2 separate regions of the Sus scrofa genome follow, and region 2 is linked to region 1. A link is a contact called in public HiChIP or PLAC-seq data. All regions are on one chromosome and are shown on one strand. The core of a region is the stretch at or near the end of the contact, and the rest is flanking DNA. Distances in the headings are between cores, read along the strand shown. Region 1 holds the start of AMER1 (APC membrane recruitment protein 1). Region 2 holds the start of MTMR8 (myotubularin-related protein 8).

Region 1 (2,770 bases), core at 201-2,700:
CCTGTTCCCACAGCTGAGACTGTCCTGGCCCTGCATTTCCCTGGGCTCCAGATTTGGAAACTGTCTTCTCCAAATTGTAATATTTTGTCTCCTTGTGGAGATGGGTTGATGCACTGGCCCAGAGTAAAACAGACTGGCCAAAGTCATACAGGAGGTCTGAGGCAGAGCTGGAGCCAGATCCCAGCCCTAGCAGCCATGTCTCTTCCTGTGTGCCACACATGCAAGGGGCAGTAGTCCTCCTCTTACCAGTTTTAGCAGCTGGATTTTTTTCAGTGCAGACGGGACCCAATCAAGCAACAGAGAACATTCCTCCTGCAATGCAAAAACGGCAGGCATTGTTCTCTAGCCCCCCCCCCCCCTTTAGACATCTACAGAATTTTAGGGCTGGGCCTTCTGGATATTCTTGAGCTAGTGGTAGAACTGGATTCTTTGTTGCCTCAGCTCACCTGGCCCGGCAGCCATTAATGCCATTTAATGCCCTTAAGCTAGAGACTCAAGTTCAAGCTGGCCCCCTGCCACATCCCAGACACATCAGTGGCACGGCTGGTACAGGCCTTCTCACTCCACCCTCAGACTTGATCTCTGGTCTGGGCCTAGACAAAATATTTCTCTCTATCCAGATTTTTTCAAGGACAGGAAACAGCACAGAGCATAGCTCACCACTAGGGAAGGTTGAGGGGGCCACTAGAGACTTTGGGGATCCCTTCAAGTTCTGTAAAAGGTGGGAGATTTGGGTGAGGGTCAATCACGGAAATAGGTATCTACAGAGAAGAAAAATGAAAGCAGCCTTGGACTGGGAGCCTGGGCAGAACTTCAATCTGTCCCTGTTGCGGGCAAGGCGAGTGACCTTGGGCAAGTACTTTTTCTTCTCTGGGCAGCAGCAGGCCCTTCAGTAACTGGAAGTTGAACTGGATGGTTTCTTAAGGTGCCCATGAGCCAAAGAGGTGGTGAAAGCTGGGAGGCGGGCACCACAATTGACTTTCCTGGCAGGTGAATTCCCCAGCGCGGCCAAGTAGCGCTTGCAGCAGGGCCCAGTCTCTACGCTCAAGGTTGGGCTCGGCAAGGGGCAGAAGGCCTCTCCAACCTCTCCACCCTCGCCCCTCCTTGCCCGCCTCTCTGGAATAAACTGCGTGGTTGCTGCCAGGGCAGCCAAATTGCAGGGCCGCCACGGAAATGGGACGCAAGCAAAATCGAAACCGAGCTCCAGGGCTCCCGCGAACCCCATCCGGGCGGGACCGGCCCCGCGAGCTTGAGGTGTGGCCAAGCAGCTAGCTACCCGCCCGTCGTTGGGGGGTGGGGGAGTGGGGAGTCCCAGCCAGGGGTTCTGCAGCCTCTCCGCCCCCTGCCTACACCACGCCCGCGCTTATTTGCATTTAAAGAGAAACTCACGGAGGAAAACAGTAGGCGAGTCGGGGAACGCCTTTTCACCTTAGGGATTGGACCACAAACCTGCCAATCAGGGCGCCCCATACCCTACCCTGTGGCTGAGTCCCGGGGAGGGGTGGGGGGGAACTCCCTGGAACCTGGGGAAGGGGAGGCAGTGCAGGAGGTGACTGGAACAGCGGCGGCGGTAGGGGAGGGGGAGGTGGAGGCGGAGGCGGCGGTGGCGGCGGCGGAGCTCTCAGCCGTGGCAGCTGAGGCTCCAGCCTTCTCCAGGGCGGCGCAGCAGACAATAACCGGGCTAGAAACCAGACCGGGCTGGGTAAGCTTTGCTCGCAGACAGTAGTCTCCGCCTGCCCGCCCTCCGGTGGCAGTCCCGCGTGCTCCGTTCTGGCAGCCTGGAGAGGAGCTCTCAGGGCTGGGCGGGTCGGCATTCGCACCGCTCTGCGCTGCCCCTTGAAACCCGCTTTGAGGACTGCCCGGTGTGGGCCAGTGCCAGGTACTCGGCGCGAGCGACTGCGGCTAGAGGCGGAGAAGAGGTGGGCAGGCCGGTGAGCTAGCTTGGGCTATGCATCTGGGCTCCTGGGGGAGGCGGGGATGGGGCCCGCACGTGCTACCCTTAGCTCCCTGGAGAGGAACAGCCAACCAGCACCCCCAGCGGGCATTTGTAGGCCTGGAGCTCAGCAGCTTTGTTGTAGCACCTTAGCTAGAACAGCTGTGTTACACGGGTGTTGCTCACCCCAGCGGCCGTCTGCCACCCCTCCCCTCCCCTGCGCATCTCCTGCCTCTCTTACTTCTCTGGGGACGGAGCCAACGTGCTGGTCTGGGCCCGACGGATAGGATACTTGCTTTGTCGTGGATTGGGGTATCTACATTGTGTGCCTCCTCCTTGGGGGAGCTCAGTTGGGCCTGTGGGCTTCTCACTTCCCTTCAGGACCTCGGCCTTGAGGGCCCAACCAGCCACTGGGTGCATCTGGTGCCCGCCCCGCTGGCAGCCCGGCTCTCGCTGGATCCTGGGTTAGGGCAGTAGCCCAAGCTAGTCCTTGGGTTAGAGCTTCAAGGCCTCTTTGTCTCCCCCCCCCGCCCCCGCCTTCTCTCTCCAGCTTCCGGTTTAAAAATAGCGATAAGCACGGTGTTGTGTATGTGCATGTGTGTGCGCGGGGGTGTTCTCTGCCAGAGGTCGAGGGAGCAATTACTGTAGTAGAGGGAACGAACCGTTTGGGTGTGTGTGAGAGAGCTAAAGAGGCAGCCAAAACCTCCAACTTCTTAGTTACTTAAAATACTTAGCCTGCTGGGCCGCTGTCATTGTCTGCTGCTGACACCTCAGATATTGTTTCACTGCCGGACTTTGCCTAGGCTCTCCGCTGATGAGGGGCTGTGCCCGCCAAGC
Region 2 (2,764 bases), core at 9-2,508, 210 kb before region 1:
CTTTTCAGAAATCCAGTTATCACTCTCGGGGTAGTCTGTGCTATTGAAAGGATGAAAATGCAACCTGACCCTCCCAGAACCCAGGAAGTTAATAAGAAGCTCTAAATGCCCCTCGAATTCCAGACCCTGTTCCCTATAGGTAAAAGATCATACTTTTTGCTGTTTTAGGGCTTGCTTTCTGTTCTGTACAAAACTATGTGAAAGGGGAAAAACAGGCCCCTGAGTATGTGCCTCTAGGCATGAAACTTCTTGAAACTGCTTGAGATAACAGGGAAAAGGGTTCCTAACTGCTTGTTTGGCTTCTGTAAAGCTGCTTGCATAAGATAAAAAGAGGAGAAGTTAATCGCCTAACCCACCCCAGTAAGATCGGTTGTGCCACAAAATGTTGAAAATCCTGATAAATGTATCTTGGCGACAATATGTCTCCCCTGCCCAGGGACAGGCACAAACACGTAACTCCAGAACAACTTAAAATTAATTGGTCCACGAAGCGCGGGCTCTCGAAGTTTTAAATTGACTGGTTTGTGATATTTTAAAATGATTAGTTTGTAAAATCGCGGGCTTTGTTGTGAACCCCATAAAAGCTGTCCCGACTCCACAGTCCTCTACCCCTCTACCCCTCTACCCCTCTACCCCTCTACCCCTCTACCCCTGCGTGGCGTACGACTGTGGGCCCCAGCGCGCTTGGAATAAAAATCCTCTTGCTGTTTGCATCAAGACCGCTTCTCGTGAGTGATTTGGGGTGTCGCCTCTTCCGAGTCCGGAAGAGGGGGATTTTCACTCGACTGGCCTTTCACTATCTCTGCAGAGTGCCATTACTGTTAACATTAGAAAATAGTGGAATGATATTGGTGCTCAGAATCCTTACAGCATCATGGTGTGTGACAAGTGTGTCAGTACTTCAGCCTGGGACTTAAGAACTCCTGGGCCAAACCTGGAGTCTGAACCATAACAGTCTTTTACTCTTATTTTTAATCTTAAGAAAATGGAAGCAGTCCTAGAAATATTTGTGATACTAATATGTCACTATTCTGCCCCCTGTTTACATCCCTAGAAGATTTTCCCTAAAAAAAAAATATGAAAAATCTCACAATCACTGGATTTTATTTAGACCGAGTGTTCTTAGAGAGCTGGAATGTACAGTTAGCAATTTCCCCTGCTAAAGGAACGGCATTTAGAGCGGGTTCCCCAAAGAAAAGGGCATTGCCAGGAAGCAAGATGGCGGAAGCTGCCACAGACAAAGTGTCGCGATAGGAACCCCAGCGAGGATCAGGTGACTAGAGCTTGATCCAGAGCTGGGAACCCGGTGGTGACAGGCTGGATCCTGGGTTGGGCTACGAGGTAGCGAGAGTGGTGGTGGCGGCAGCAAAGGCAAACGCGCTGGCGGCCACAGCAGGCCGAGTAGCACTGAGAGATTTGAATGGCGGGAACTACGATCATGGACCATATTACGGTGCCCAAGGTAAGGGGAAGAGTTCGGCTGGGTTGGAGCCTCGGGCTCCTTCTTGGTGCTCAGACGCGAGCCCAGGGACACCCCCTCAATTCTTCTCGGGGTACTCTTTGACGCCTTTTTCCGCGCTGGACCGAGTGATCTCTCTCGGTTCATGGTTCATACCTTCTTTCAACCAAACTGAACTCTCCTCTCCTTGGGACCCACCTGCAGGCGGGAGGAGTGGTGGTCCTGTGCAAACCGTCCTCTCACCAGACGCCGGCCCCTCGCCGGGTGCTTGCCTTCCAAGTCCCTCCCTGCCCGGCAACCCCCCAGCTGTTACTCCACACACTGCTTTACTCCAGCCTTTTATACACAGGCACCACACTTCTAACAGCCTTTTATTGAGTACTCCACATGGCATCACCTCCCAGAGAGTTACTTCCTTTATCTAGCATTTCCCTACCCTATTCTTACCTCCCTCTGCCCCTGACCTGCCCCCCAACAACTGCCTAGACCATCACAGCCCCGACCCCAGCTCCCTGGTGTGCATGTGTAGATTTGGGGCAGGGGCGGGGGGGGGGGGGGCAAAAGTATCTGTCCAGCCCCAAGCTGGCCCATGGGAAAGGAAGGAAGGGTAGCAAAGTGGAGTTGGCCCTGCTCAGCCAGGAAAAAAAACAGCCAAGACGTGGCATTACCAGTCCACTTGGCATCTGTGTATAGCTTACCCTCAGTTAGAGCCTCTTCTACTTATTTTCTTTTCAGACCCTACTCTTTCCTCTCTAACTCCTACCTCTTTCTACTCTTAAGTCCACCTTCCTCTTGTTAGGGAAGAGTTACAACTAGTCTCAAGCTTATATTTTTCTATCTATCATAACAGATGTGGCCCAGTATGTTATAATCTAAAGAGCATGGATTTTGAAGCCAAGAGACTTGAGTTAGAATGCTGGTACCCTTATCTAGTAGTTGATGACTTTAGACAATTTATTTAACCTTTCTGAGACTTTTGCTCCTCCTTTACCTAATGGAGGTAATGAAATTTTTCTGCTCACTTCACTGGGTGGTTGTGAAGACTAAATAAAAGGATATGTGTGGAAGCTTTTTTGTAACTTGTATCAACTGCAGGAATCACTAACTGTAAAGAGGCAAAAAGGTAGTTTACTTGGGGTCTTAGAATTGCAATTCAGGGATCACAGAAAATCTGGAGGAAACCAGAATAGTGTCCCTCTAGATGAAAATGGGAAGGGTTTTTTAACAGGAAAAGAGGGAAGTTAATGCAGTCTTTCACAAGTTGTTTACCAGGAATTTGGATTTGAGGGTAAATTTATTCTATAT

What was found. HiChIP or PLAC-seq counts read pairs in DNA pulled down with a chosen protein or histone mark.
Region 2: a contact with region 1 is called in an H3K27ac HiChIP or PLAC-seq map of alveolar macrophages. The contact joins the promoter of MTMR8 here to the promoter of AMER1 in region 1. A contact is called at or near these places in 1 of 47 Hi-C or Micro-C datasets (heart right ventricle) and 1 of 2 datasets of contacts at active chromatin or transcription factors (alveolar macrophages).

The regions. Positions count from the first base shown.
Region 1 is chrX:50,862,785-50,865,554 of Sscrofa11.1, reverse strand. AMER1 (APC membrane recruitment protein 1) reads left to right here and starts at 1,450. Exons shown (of 2, transcript XM_013990913.2): 1 at 1,450-1,549.
Region 2 is chrX:51,076,290-51,079,053 of Sscrofa11.1, reverse strand. It overlaps MTMR8 (myotubularin-related protein 8), which reads left to right and starts at 1,258. Exons shown (of 12, transcript XM_021080719.1): 1 at 1,258-1,462. The coding sequence starts at 1,421.